Regions from separate parts of the Sus scrofa genome. Here all the other regions are linked to region 2. Evidence: chromatin contacts called from public Hi-C data. All regions are on one chromosome and are shown on one strand. The core of a region is the stretch at or near the end of the contact, and the rest is flanking DNA. Distances in the headings are between cores, read along the strand shown. Region 1 overlaps LOC106507624 (a long non-coding RNA gene). Region 2 overlaps SLC9A1 (solute carrier family 9 member A1). Region 3 holds the start of SLC9A1 (solute carrier family 9 member A1).

Region 1 (3,670 bases), core at 405-2,904, 52 kb after region 2:
TGACTTTTTGTAGGGCTAGAAGTAATTTGTAGAAAACAGATATAATGCAAAGGATTCCTGCCTATATCAAGAAAATGAACCTTATTCACAACTATGCAAAGGACTTTTGGTTGTCCAGTAGAAAACACAAGTACATGTAAGTCAAATTTTCATTTGAACTACTTTTAACATCTTGCTATTTCCTTGTCAATTAAAGAGTTAAAGGAAATCTTTGACACACGTTCATTTTTAAAAATCTGTATGAGGGCCATGATTTTACCTTTTTGAAAATTATGCTGGAGTAAATTATTTTTTTCTTCTTCTTTTCTTGACATATGGAGTTCCTGGGCCAGGGATCAGATCCGAGCTGTAGCTACAACCTACTCCATAGCTGCAGCAGTAGGATCCTTTAACCTACTGTGCCGGGCCGGGGATCAGGCCTACATTCTGATGTTGTAGAAATGCAGCCAATCTTGTTGCGCCACAGCAGCAGTTTCTAGAATAAATTCTTAGTCCTCTAGGAATCTACAAAGTCTCTCAGACCTTCCTTTCCTTCGTGCCCCTAACCTGTTCAGGTGACACCAGCAACTGCATCCTCTGGGTCCCCACTGTGCCCAACACTTACTTCAGGACAAAGTGCCCTGTGTGCTTCTCTGCCAGCCTCCCCCTCCAGATTGTCTGCTCCCCAGGGCAGGAACCAGGTCTGATTCTCACTGGATGTGCAGATCGTGGCAGATGCTGTTGGAGGAATTTATGAACACTCTTTTTTTTTTTTTTTTTTTTTTTTTTTGGCCTTCGTCTTTTTAGGGCCATACCCACGGTATATGGAAGTTCCCAGGCTAGGGGTCTAATTGGAGCTACAGCCTCTGGCCTACACCACCGCCACAGCAACACAGGACCCCGAGCTGCGTCTGTGGCATACACCGCAGCTCACAGCAACACTAGATCCTTAACCCACCGTGCAAGGCCAGCGATCAAACCTGCATCCTCATGGATATTAGTCGGGTTTGTTAACCACTGAGCCACAACAGAAACTCCAATTTATGAATATTCTTTTTTTTTTTTCTTTTGTCTTTTCTAGGGCTGCACCTGCGGCATATGGAGGTTCCCAGGCTAGGGGTCTAATTGAAGCTGTAGCCACCGGCCTACGCCATAGCCACAGCCACACCACATCCCAGCCACATCTTCTACCTACACCGCACTTCACAGCAACGTCAGATCCTTAACCCACTGATCCAGGCCAGGGATCGAACCCACAACCTTAGGGTTCCTAGTCGGATTTGTTAGTCACTGAGCCAGGATGAGAACTCCTACATTAGCTATTTTTAACGGCGCCACGACAGGAACTCCTCCAATTTATGAATGTTCTTAATGTGGACCACACTCCACTGCTGGTGAGGGAGCTTTGGATCCTGGGAGGGCAATTCATGCACGTTACCTAACACTTCTCGGCCTCAGTTTCCACATCTGTACAATGAGGATAATATTTCCTATGTGCTGAAAACACAGATGGGAAGGAAATCTTAAGTAACTCCTGCATGTTTTCCCTTTGCCTCTTCTAGTTTCTATTCTCACCCCACCTTCGGAATACGACGAACAGGAACAGGGTCATTTCCTCTGGCTCCCCACCCTGCAAGCCCACAGGAAGTGTTCAGTTAAGTGTCTTCCTTCTACCCCCACATCCTGGCCTGGTTCCTGAATGAAGCAGGGCAGGGAAAATGGTCTCGGGGCCAGGGCACCCATCATGGGTCGTCAAGGAGTGGAGCCTATTTAGCAGAAGCCTTGGGCTTCAATTCTGGGGAGCTGAGAGAAAAGGGGGTGGGGGACCGTGGACCTGAACACCGAAAAGGAAACCCCAAGAGAAAAACTTAAAGGGGGTAGTTTCTGTCGTGGTGCAGCAGAAACGACTCTGACTAGTATCCATGAGGATGTGGGATCCCTGGCCTCGCACAGATACGGCATTGCCGTGTGCTGTGGTGTAAGTCACAGATGCGGCTCAGATCCCTTGTTGCTATGGCCGCGGCGGTGGCCAGCAGCTATAACTCCGATTTGATCCCTAGCCTCGAAACTTCCATTTGCCACGGGGGAGGCCCTCCAAAAAAGCAAAAAAGGAAAGAAAGAAAAAAGAAAAAGGGAGAGAGGCTGAAAGAGGCTCCATGTTCAGATCCCAGCCCCGATGCATCCCAAGCCATAGGAGCCCACCTGTTTTTCTGGTCCCTACTTCCCTGAACAGCTTCTTCCGGGGTTGGAGGGAGGGGCGGGGTGTGGGCGGAATGACTTCCAAATAACTGGGATTCGGGCACCACCTCGTGGCCATTCATGAAACTGCCCACTCAGGCTGAGGGGAGCCCAGAGGTCTAAGAGTAGAGGGAGCCAAGCCAGCCCTCCTCCAAATGTCCAGGCCTCCTTTGCATTTATTGAGCACTAACTGTATTCCAGACTCTGTGCTCAGCATTCTCAGGTCTTTACCACATTTAATTCTTGAAACAGTCTTAAAAGGCAGGTAATACGTAATACCATTTTACAAATCAGTCACAGGAGTTCCTGTTGCGGCCCAGCGTGTTAAGAATCCGACTAGTGGAGTTCCCGTCGTGGCTCAGTGGTTAAAGAATCCGACTAGGAACCATGTGGTTGTGGGTTCGATCCCTGGCCTTGCTCAGTGGGTTAAGGATCCGGCGTTGCCATGAGCTGTGGTGTAGGTTGCAGACGCGGCTCCAATCTAGCATTGCTGTGGCTCTGGCGTTAGGCCAGTGGCTACAGCTCCGATTGGACTCCTAGCCTGGGAACCTCCATATGCTGTGGGAGCAGCCCTAGAAAAGGCAAAAAGACAAAAAAAAAAAAAAAAAAAAAAAAAGAATCCGACTAGTATATATGAGGATGCAGGTTCGATCCCTGGCCTCACTCAGTGGGTTAAGGATCCAGCGTTGGCTTAAAAAGAAAAAAAAAATGCAGAAAGAAACTGAGGCAGAAGCTGAGGCAGAGAGAGGTGAAGGAGTTTTCCTGAGGCTGTGCAGCTACTAAGTGGACCAGAAGAGCTTCTCTCTGTACAGGAGAGCAGCAAAGCAGTCGGTCCTGCCTCTTAGCAGCTGGTTGGCCTTAGGGCCTTTCAGCTTTTTTTTTTTTTTTTTTAGGACCATATCCATGGTATAAAAACAGCCCTTAGCAGCTTCCTACTGATGGGAATAACATGCCAATTCTTTTTTTTGCTTTTTAGAGCTGCACCCATGGCATATGGAAGTCCTCAGGCTAGGGGTCAAATCGGAGCTGTAACTGCCGCCCTACACCGCAGCCGCAGTAATGCCAGATCTGCCAGATCTGCGACATACACCACAGCTCATGACAACGCTGGATCCTTAACCCACTGAGCAAAGCCAGGGATCGAACCCGCATCCTCCTGGATACTAGTCAGGTTTACTACCACTGAGCCACAACAGGAACTCCAGCCTTTTAGCTTTAATTCAAATATTTTTGGTTCAACTATACATCAATAAAATTAAATATATGAATGAATGAATGAGAGTTTCTGCTGTGGCACCCTGGGTTAATGATCTGGCTCTTCTCTGTGGCATTGCTGGTTGGATCCCCAGCCTGGAGCAGCAGGTTAAGGATCTCTCATTGTGGCAGCTACAGCGTATGTTGCAGTAGCGGCTTGGATTTAATCCCAGGCCCAGGAACTTCCATATGCCACAGG
Region 2 (4,305 bases), core at 233-2,732:
CTGGGAACCACTCTGGAACTCTTTGGTCCTGGGTTCTGAGACTTCTCTTAGAAGCAAAATAAGAATAAAACCAGGGATAATGTGGCAGGTGGCTAAGAACACAGACTGGGGCCAGACTGCCTGGATTTGAACCTGATAGCAGCCACTTGACTTTGAACAAGTTGCTTCACCTCTCTATGCCTCAGTTTCCTCCTCTCTAAAATGAGGGGGTGGTAATCGTGACCTCCCAGGGCTTGGTGAGCTGCAAATGTGTTAGCACCCTGCTGTAAGCTGTGCAGTGCCAGGCTTTTGGCGGAAGGTATTACCTTTCTTTACCGTAGTTGAGACCGGTTGCTGGGGCAGTTGAAGAGGGAGTTAGAGAAATGGAATCGTCATGCTACCGGGAATCCCTTGGGACCTGGCCGAGTTGCAGCCCCAGAGCAGTCTTCAGGCCTGGAACTAGGGCGCAGAGCCCCTCATGTGCCCCTGGGTCTTTGGTGACCTGGCATTGGTGGGCCAAGGAGGCCCTTCCTCCCAGCACTCCCCTCTGACTGCCCAGGCCAGGGGAGAGATGCCGGAAGTGGGATCAGGGGTGTCTGGTCACCCTGGCAACCAAGGGTGCCGTGGGATAGCCTCGCTTGCCTGCTCTACTGCACAGACTCAGCAGATGGGGAGTCTGGGGAGATGGGAATAAAGTGTTCTCAGGGTGAAGAGCAGAGAGGCTGCAGAGGACCGGAGGCCCCGCGTCAATGTGGTTTAGCCAAGTGTCTTTTCAGTTTGTGTGTGTGTCAGAGAGAGTCTGTGTAGGGAAGAGTGAAAGCGCGGGTGAGTGTGGTATGTGTCTGTGTTCCCCGAGTGCCCCCAGTTGCTCAAATGCCACCTATACTGGATGGAGTGAGAAACATCTCTCCTCTCCCCCAGCCTCTTCACCTAAAAGGGAGGCCAGCCCTAAACTGTGTCAGCCAGTTTGCCCTGAGGCGGGGAGATGCTGAATTCCACACTGTCTCCTCAAGTCCTTGCTCTGGGAGGCCTGGGTGCTCCAGCAGGAGGCCACATGGCTGGAGTGATTGCTGGACTTGGGGCTTCCTGGGTTCTCGTGGTGGGACTGGTCGTGACAATTGACAGGTCACCGCTTCCCTTTGATCATCAGTTTCTTTAACTGTGATGGAGGGTCGGGATGATCTCCAAGCTATGTTTCAGCTCTCGAGGCTCTGGATCTGAGCCTCACTGCCTCCGCCCCACCCCTGATTCCATCCTGGTGACATCACCAGTGCTGCATGTTTGGGCCCTGGGAGTTGTGCCTCCTTTCTTAACATCTTGGGGTCTCGCCTCAATGCTGAGCCTCTGTCAGGGGACCAGAGGCCCAGCTGTGCCCCCTTCATCTCTCTCAGTGTCAGCAAGTGTCCATGCTTTGAGGGGACTCTTTAGAGATGCAGAGTGGGGACGATTGGTAGAGTCAGGGCTTTAGGAGAGGGACAGGCCAGAGCAGGCCTGCAGGCCCTCCCCCTCCCCTGAGCCGCTGGGCCTGATGACAGAATCCACCCCTTCCCTGGGAGCTGCTTTCCAGTAACGTCCTCCCCACTGTGGGCGAGGTGCCAAGGTAGATCCTAGACCTCCCTTCCTAGCCTGGCCCACGCTCCCATTCCCTTGCCTGCCAGGGCCCAGAGTTCCTTCTGCTCCCTGAGAGGCAGGGCAACACGGGAAAACCTGGGGGGATCAGCTCTGGAAACAGTTTCAGCACCAGGTACTCTGGGGGCTGGCTCATTTGAAGAAAGTGCACTGTCCCCGAGTCTGGAGGCCTGGGACCTTGCCCTGGGTGCCTGGACACGTCCACCTCCTCTGGGCTCCAGGTTTTCATCTGTCAAATAGGAATGTCAGCTGTCTCTTCACCTAGTGATGGGGACCTGGTAGCCTGAAGGTCCAAAGGTTGGAGCAAGCATAGCCATTCCCAGGAGCTCCTGACGGAGGTTCTGACCCTGAGCCACCTCAGTGTCCCCAGCACACAGCCCTGGCCTGGCTCAGAAAACACTGAATCTCGCTGAGCCCCAGCTTTCTCTTCTGCAAAATGGGGACAGTACCTATTACATTGTTGTGAGGACTAAAGAGATGACATGTGCCAGGTCCCCAGCACTTTTAGGAGTAATGAACATTCTTCATGGTATTGCTCTTGACTTGTTACACACACACAGCCACACCCCCACACACACCCTGTCCCCCTGTGACAAGGTCTTGGGCCTGGATGGTGTATTGAGTATTGAATTGTGGCTGTACTGGCACTGCCTAGATCAGTAGCTAAGAGCAGAAGGGGCTCTGGGCACTAGGAGGGATGTTCATCTTCCTTCCCACTGATCTCAGAGGTGAAGCGAGCAGAGGCCTGGCCAGACAGGGTATTGGGAATCACGTGGGTCCTGGCCCAGCCCTTTGCATTTTTGAATCAGTAGATACTGGTAGAGCTCCTGTTGTATGTATCCTTGGCCCGGGGGGTATAATCATAAACAGATATGGAGTCTGCCTGCACAGAGCTTATAGGTTAGGGAGGTAGGGAGAGCGAGACAAAGTGTCAGACCCTCTTAACCAAGCAGACCCCAGGAGTTAAGTGCCCAGCATGCAGCTAGAACCCCAGGTCATCTCCACTTACTTCCCCACCCAAAACAACCCCAAAACCCATAGGGAGCTTGGGGCCAAACATGACAATTGAGAAGTATTAGGAGTTCCCCCCTCTTTAAAGGGGATTTTTGCTGTCTCTGCAGCTCTGGGTTTGGAGCCCCAAGGAGGCCCGCTGCAGAGAGTAGCCTGCTGCTGCTGCTGGTCAAGACCTGGCTTGGGGGGGTGGTTGGTTGGTCTCAGGCAAAGGGCCATTTTATGCCTTAATGGGGAGGCAGGAGGGGTTGACTCATAGAGCCACAGAGTTTGATGGGAGCTGGGAGGCCAGACCTGGGTTCTGTCCAAGTTCTGCCACTGATTTGCTCTGTGACCTTAAGCAAGTCCTTTTTCCCTTCGGAGCTTCAGTTACCCCATCATTAAAGTGGGTGGTATTAGGAGTTCCCGTTGTGGTTCAGCAGGTTAAGAACCCAACATAATGAGGATCTGGCAGCAAGCTGTGGTGTAGGTTGAAGATGTGGCTCTGATCTGGCAGCATTGCTGTGCCCGCGGCAGAGGCCAGCAGCTGCAGCTCCACTTCAACCCCTAGGCCATGAGCTCCCATATGCTGCAGGTGTAGCAGTAAAAAGGAAGAAGGAAAAAAAAGTGTGTGGGATTAGGCTAGAAACAGAGTGGCAAATCAGTTTTGTCTCACATGCAAAACTGGTTGCTGTCGGCTTTCTGAGCCACTCTCTGGGCTCAGCAGGAAAGCATGCGAGTCTGGGATTGGAGGTTGTTGCGTGCATTCTGCTTGTTTGCAAATCTGGGCTGTGTGGTCCCCAGGTTCCTTCCTGCGCTGATATGCTTTGATTCCTCTGTGCTTCCTATTTCTTGTGTCCCTTCTTCAGCAGCCATCATCTGCCTTCTGCTTAAACACCCGCTTGAGGGGGAACTTGCTATCTTCCTTCCGACAGAATTGTTAGATTGTTTGGCCTGGTCTTGCGCTCACGTCTGCCTCCCTGAACTTGTGCCTGCAAAGATGACTTCGGTTCAGGTGTTGGTCATGCCCTTAAGATTGTGGATTGAAGTTGTATGACAGGAGAAAGCACCAGAGAAGGACTCCTGCCCTAACCTGGGGTGACAGGGTGGTCAGGGACCTTGGAGGTACTTGGGACCTCAGTGACTGCTGTCTAACTGATGCTTTCTGCAGGCATACAAAGCTGCTTCTTTCTGCTACATTATGACAGAGATAGCATCTGTATAGCCTTTGAAAAAAAGCACTTTAACAACACGTCACTTAGTTTTTACAGCAACCCTGTGAAGCTGGCATTATCAGCTGTTTTACAAGCAAGGAAGCTGAGGCTCAGAGAGTTAACGGAGCGGCCCTCTGAGACCGTGCCTGCGCCCCTCTCACCAGCTGCCCTCCTCATCCCCAGCCCCGTCCGCAGCCTGGGGTTCTCCTGGCTCCGAACGATCCCACAGCCTCCCGTTCTCTCACCCCTGCAGGTTTCCATGTGATCCCCACCATCTCGAGCATCGTCCCGGAGAGCTGCCTGCTGATCGTGGTGGGGCTGTTAGTGGGGGGCCTGATCAAGGCCGTGGGCGAGACGCCCCCCTTCCTGCAGTCAGAGGTCTTCTTCCTCTTCCTGCTGCCGCCCATCATCCTGGATGCAGGCTACTTCCTGCCGCTGCGGCAGTTCACGGAGAACCTGGGTACCATCCTGATCTTCGCTGTGGTGGGCACGC
Region 3 (4,063 bases), core at 1,389-3,888, 38 kb before region 2:
CTGCCACCTCCTTCCGCCCTATGTCTATCTCTGTGTTGACAGAGCCCATTACAAAGCCTTGTCAAGAGGCCCATAAATAGTTGCTAAACCGAATCGAACCCCTTTGAAATCATTTTGTGATCTCGAGCTTGTCACTTTGACTTACTCCTCTGCATAACAGGGATGGCGTTTTTGTAATTTCAATAGTTCTCAACCCTAGTTGTACATTAGAATCACCTGGGGGAGCTTTTGAAACACTCTCCATCATGCCTGGGCATTACTCTGGAGCAGGTGGTCCCAGGTAATAGTAGTTTTTAAAGCCTTCCAAGCATTCCAGGGTACAGCCATAACCTTTCGAATCTTACAATTCCCACCCACACTTTATGCTCAAATCTCAGTTCCACTACTGCTTTGGGTTGAACCGTGTCCTCCTCAGAGATGTTGAAGTTCTAGGGAGCTCCCTGGTGGTCTAATGGTTAGGACTCAGCGTTTTCACCACTATAGCCCAAGGTCAATACCTGGTCTGGGAACTGAGATCCCACATCAAGCTGCTGCACATCAAGGCAAAAAGAAAAAAAAAAAGAAAAAAGATGTTGAAGAACTTGAGAATGTGGAAACCCCCAGTATCTGTGAATGTGGACTTATTTAGAAACAGGGTTATTAAAGATGATCAAGTTAGAATGAGGTCGGTAGGGTGAGTCTCTAATCATTTGTGACTGGTGACCTTAAAAAAAGGGGAAATCTGGACCCGGAGACAGACTCACAGGCAGATCATCAGGTCAAGACTAGAGTTATGCTGCCACAATCAAGAAACACACCAAAGATTGGGAGTTCCTGTCTTGGCACAGCAGAAACGAAACTGACTAGGAACCATGAGGTCGAGGGTTCCATCCCTGGCCTCGCTCAGTGGGTTAAAGATCCAGCTTGCCATGAACTGTGGTGTAGGTTGCAGATGCAGCTTGGATCACAAGTTGCTGCGGCTGTGGTGCAGGCCTGCAGCCCCAGCTCCAATTGGACCCCTAGCCTGGGAACCTCCATATACCCCAGGTGCAGCCCCCAAAAGACAAAAGACAAAAAACAAAACAAAAAACCACCAAAGATTGTTGTCCAACCACCAGAAGCCAGGAGAGAAGCAGGGAACAAATTTTTCCTCACCGCCCTTAGAAGGAACTCAGATGACACCATGATTTCAGATCTCTAGCCTCCAGAATATGAGACAATGAATTCCTGTTCTTTATTTTTATTTATTGTCTTTTGTCCTTTTAGGGCCACACCCACGGCATATGGAGGTTCCCAGGCTAGGGGTCTAATTGGAGCTGTAGCCACCGGCCTACACCATAGCCACAGCAACATGGGATCCAAGCCACATCTGCAACCTATACCACAGCTCATGGCAACGCTGGATCCTGAGCAAGACCAGGGATTGAACCTGCAACTTCATGGTTCTTAGTTGGATTCGTTTCCGCCCTGCCATGACGGGAACACCTGAATTCCTGTTCTTTAAGCCACCACGGTTTGCAGCACTTTGTTACAGCAGCTCTAGCAAACTAATACAACTAGTGTTTACATAAGGAATTCCTTTCACCTATTTCCTCAGCTACAAAACTGGAACCATCATAGTGCTTCTACACGCTGGGCTCCATTCTAAACAGTTTACATAGAATATCACCTTTAGTCATCACATATACTATACGCAGCAGCATTAGCAGATAGAGATACTCCTGTTATCTCCACTCTTCCCCGTGAGAAAGCTGTGGAACAGAGAGGTTAAGTAACTTGCTCAAGGTTACACTGTAACTAAATATATACCGTAATAATACATCCCTCACAAGATTATTGGGAAGTCTCCATGCGACTGTGGATGTGAAAGCACTTTGTAAATAGTAAAGCATTTTACCCTTGTTAGTTAGAATCTTTGTAGATTTGGGACTCTTTTTTTTTTTTTTTTTTTTGCCCATCTCTGACTGTCACTGCTCTTTCGACGGGATACTTCCTTCCCTCGGCGAGAGAGGGCGCTGCAATGCGCGGGCGCCGACAGGTCCTTCTAGCCCGCTGCGCTGGCTGCTCGCTGGTGCCTATAAGTGGCAGCGCCGGGCTCAGTGAGGCATCAGTCAGCCGCTGCCGGTGCTGGGGCCGGTGTTGGAAGTGGAGCCGGACGCTGAGGAGCTGCAGCTGGGCCGGGGCGCAGCGCCGAGCCGGGGCCGCAAGGAGGGGCGTTTTGCTGCTGGCCCACCGCGAGCCGCCCCCAGCCCGCGCCGAGGCGCCTTCTCGCCAGGCCGCCTGCCTCCGCCTTCCGCCTCCCTCCATTTCCCCGGAATCTCAGCCCGGCGCGCCTGCACCCCGGTCCTTCCCTGGGTGGGGAAGCTCCCGGCCGCTTTCTGGTTTCACTCCTTCCTCGCAGCCTGGGCTCTCAGCCCCCTCTTCTTTTCCTGCACCGGGTCCCACCCCCTTCCATCCTCTTCCTTTAGCTCAGGCTCCCTGCCCCTTCGCTTAGCCAAGTCCCAGCTCCTCAGTCACTTTCCTCAGCCGAGGGTCCCTGCCTTCCCGCTTCCTTTTCCTTGCCTGGGGTTCAGCCTATCCTGTCCCTTCCTCTGTCCTTAGGGCGAAGTCCCTCCCTTCCTCTCCAAACCCCTTTCTCGGGCCTGGAGTTCCAGACCTTTTGGCCTCCTCCTATGATCCTAACTGGGTCCTTGTCCCTTTTCCCCAGTTTGGAGTTCTAGGTCGTGAAGCCAACCTTCCTCCACCTCCAGAGGACTGCTTCCACAAAAACACAGCTCTAAAACATGAACTTTGCCTAGAGACGCCCTGGTCTCTCTCACCCCTTGCAGACTCCTCGCTGCCTATGTCCCAGGTCTCACTTTGCTAAGGCTCGAGGGGCGCAGCAGGATGCTTCTGTGGTCTGGCATCTGTGGCCTCTCTCCACCTCGAATCTTCCCTTCGCTGCTTGTGGTGGTAGCCTTAGTGGGGCTGCTACCTGTTCTCAGAAGCCATGGCCTCCAGCCCAGCCCCACTGCCAGCACCATCAGAGGCTCAGAGCCACCACGGGAACGCTCGATTGGGGATGTCACCACCGCCCCACCAGAGCTCGCCCCGGAGAGCCGCCCTGTTAACCATTCCGTCACTGAACACGGCATGAAAGCTCGGAAGGCCTTTCCCGTCCTGGGCATCGACTACACACACGTGCGCACACCCTTCGAAATCTCCCTCTGGATCCTGCTGGCCTGCCTCATGAAGATAGGTAAGTCCAGTTGGCCCCGATGCCTCTGCCGCTGCCACCAGACTGATGAGCTTCTTGCCCCATCCTTACTGCCTGAGGCTGCCCAGGAATAAGGGTCTGGACTTCTCCTGTCGCATGGGCAGCCTCCATCCTGCCATCTTGGTCCTTCTCAAACTTGAGCTCTGTGGCCTTTGTGGTCTGAGGCCTCCTATAATGGGAGCCAGGATTGTTCATGGAAGAGAGCGAGAGGAGGAAGGGGTGCTCCTGATACTAGGTCCCTCCAGTGAGGCTCCCAGGCCTGGCAAGTCTCCTTTGGCTGGGCCATACCCCGAGGGGAGCCAGGCACCCAGCTGTGTGAGACCGGAGTGTCTGCAGCAACTGGCCCAGTCTACTCTGTCAATAGCAACCAGTGCAATTACACGCTTCATGGGAGGGTGTTCCAGGATGGAGTGTATTTCTACTGGGTCTGTCTAAGGAGTGTGAGTTTAGTGGGGGACCTGTGGGCTGGAGACTTACAGGTGTGGTGGAAGAGGAGGCGTCCCCATATTCCCACCTTCCTTCATCCCCACAATGTTATCTGTCAGCGTTGCCTGCCCAGGCTGGTCAGGAGCCCCTGAGTCAGTTTCCTGCCCTGGAATGCCACTCCTTCTACAGTTTATGGGACAGGGGGCCTGAAGTCTGGTTTGGGGGTGGAGGGAGAGGGAGGGAGGTTCACCCCTCCAGCTCACCTCCAGGTTGGCACCCAGGTTCTGGCCCCAGCTCACCTCCAGGTTGGCACCCAGCTGCGTCTCTAGGTGGTGTCTGGGCCGGCCAGTCATGTTGGCCTGCCTGTCCCTCAACCAAGTGGGAGAGGGGCAGATGGAGGGG

Evidence for each region. A called contact is a pair of places that touch in the nucleus more often than the background predicts.
Region 1: a Hi-C map of omental adipose tissue shows a contact between it and region 2, with 1.7 times the contacts expected there. The contact joins two enhancer-like sites. A contact is called at or near these places in 2 of 5 promoter capture datasets (fetal skeletal muscle and liver), 27 of 47 Hi-C or Micro-C datasets (adipose tissue, alveolar macrophages, blood and 15 more) and 2 of 2 datasets of contacts at active chromatin or transcription factors (alveolar macrophages and skeletal muscle).
Region 3: a Hi-C map of mesenteric adipose tissue shows a contact between it and region 2, with 2.1 times the contacts expected there. The contact joins the promoter of SLC9A1 here to the enhancer-like site in region 2. A contact is called at or near these places in 2 of 5 promoter capture datasets (fetal liver and liver), 21 of 47 Hi-C or Micro-C datasets (alveolar macrophages, blood, brain and 9 more) and 1 of 2 datasets of contacts at active chromatin or transcription factors (skeletal muscle).

The regions. Positions count from the first base shown.
Region 1 is chr6:84,335,000-84,338,669 of Sscrofa11.1, reverse strand. The region is part of intron 1 of LOC106507624 (a long non-coding RNA gene); the gene reads left to right. Among named protein-coding and RNA genes, the nearest start is that of FAM46B, 26 kb to the right of the region's middle. Within about 2 kb of position 1,654, at least 27 of the 83 cell types and tissues checked have an H3K27ac peak or open chromatin away from gene starts, as enhancers often do. A contact at or near this core is called in adipose tissue and omental adipose tissue, where this site is marked.
Region 2 is chr6:84,385,903-84,390,207 of Sscrofa11.1, reverse strand. SLC9A1 (solute carrier family 9 member A1) reads left to right here. Exons shown (of 12, transcript NM_001007103.1): 2 at 4,066-4,305. Among named protein-coding and RNA genes, the nearest start is that of SLC9A1, 38 kb to the left of the region's middle. Within about 2 kb of position 1,482, at least 21 of the 83 cell types and tissues checked have an H3K27ac peak or open chromatin away from gene starts, as enhancers often do. A contact at or near this core is called in adipose tissue, mesenteric adipose tissue and omental adipose tissue, where this site is marked.
Region 3 is chr6:84,425,022-84,429,084 of Sscrofa11.1, reverse strand. SLC9A1 (solute carrier family 9 member A1) reads left to right here and starts at 2,638. Exons shown (of 12, transcript NM_001007103.1): 1 at 2,638-3,217. The coding sequence starts at 2,866. The region is part of intron 2 of LOC110261121 (a long non-coding RNA gene); the gene reads right to left.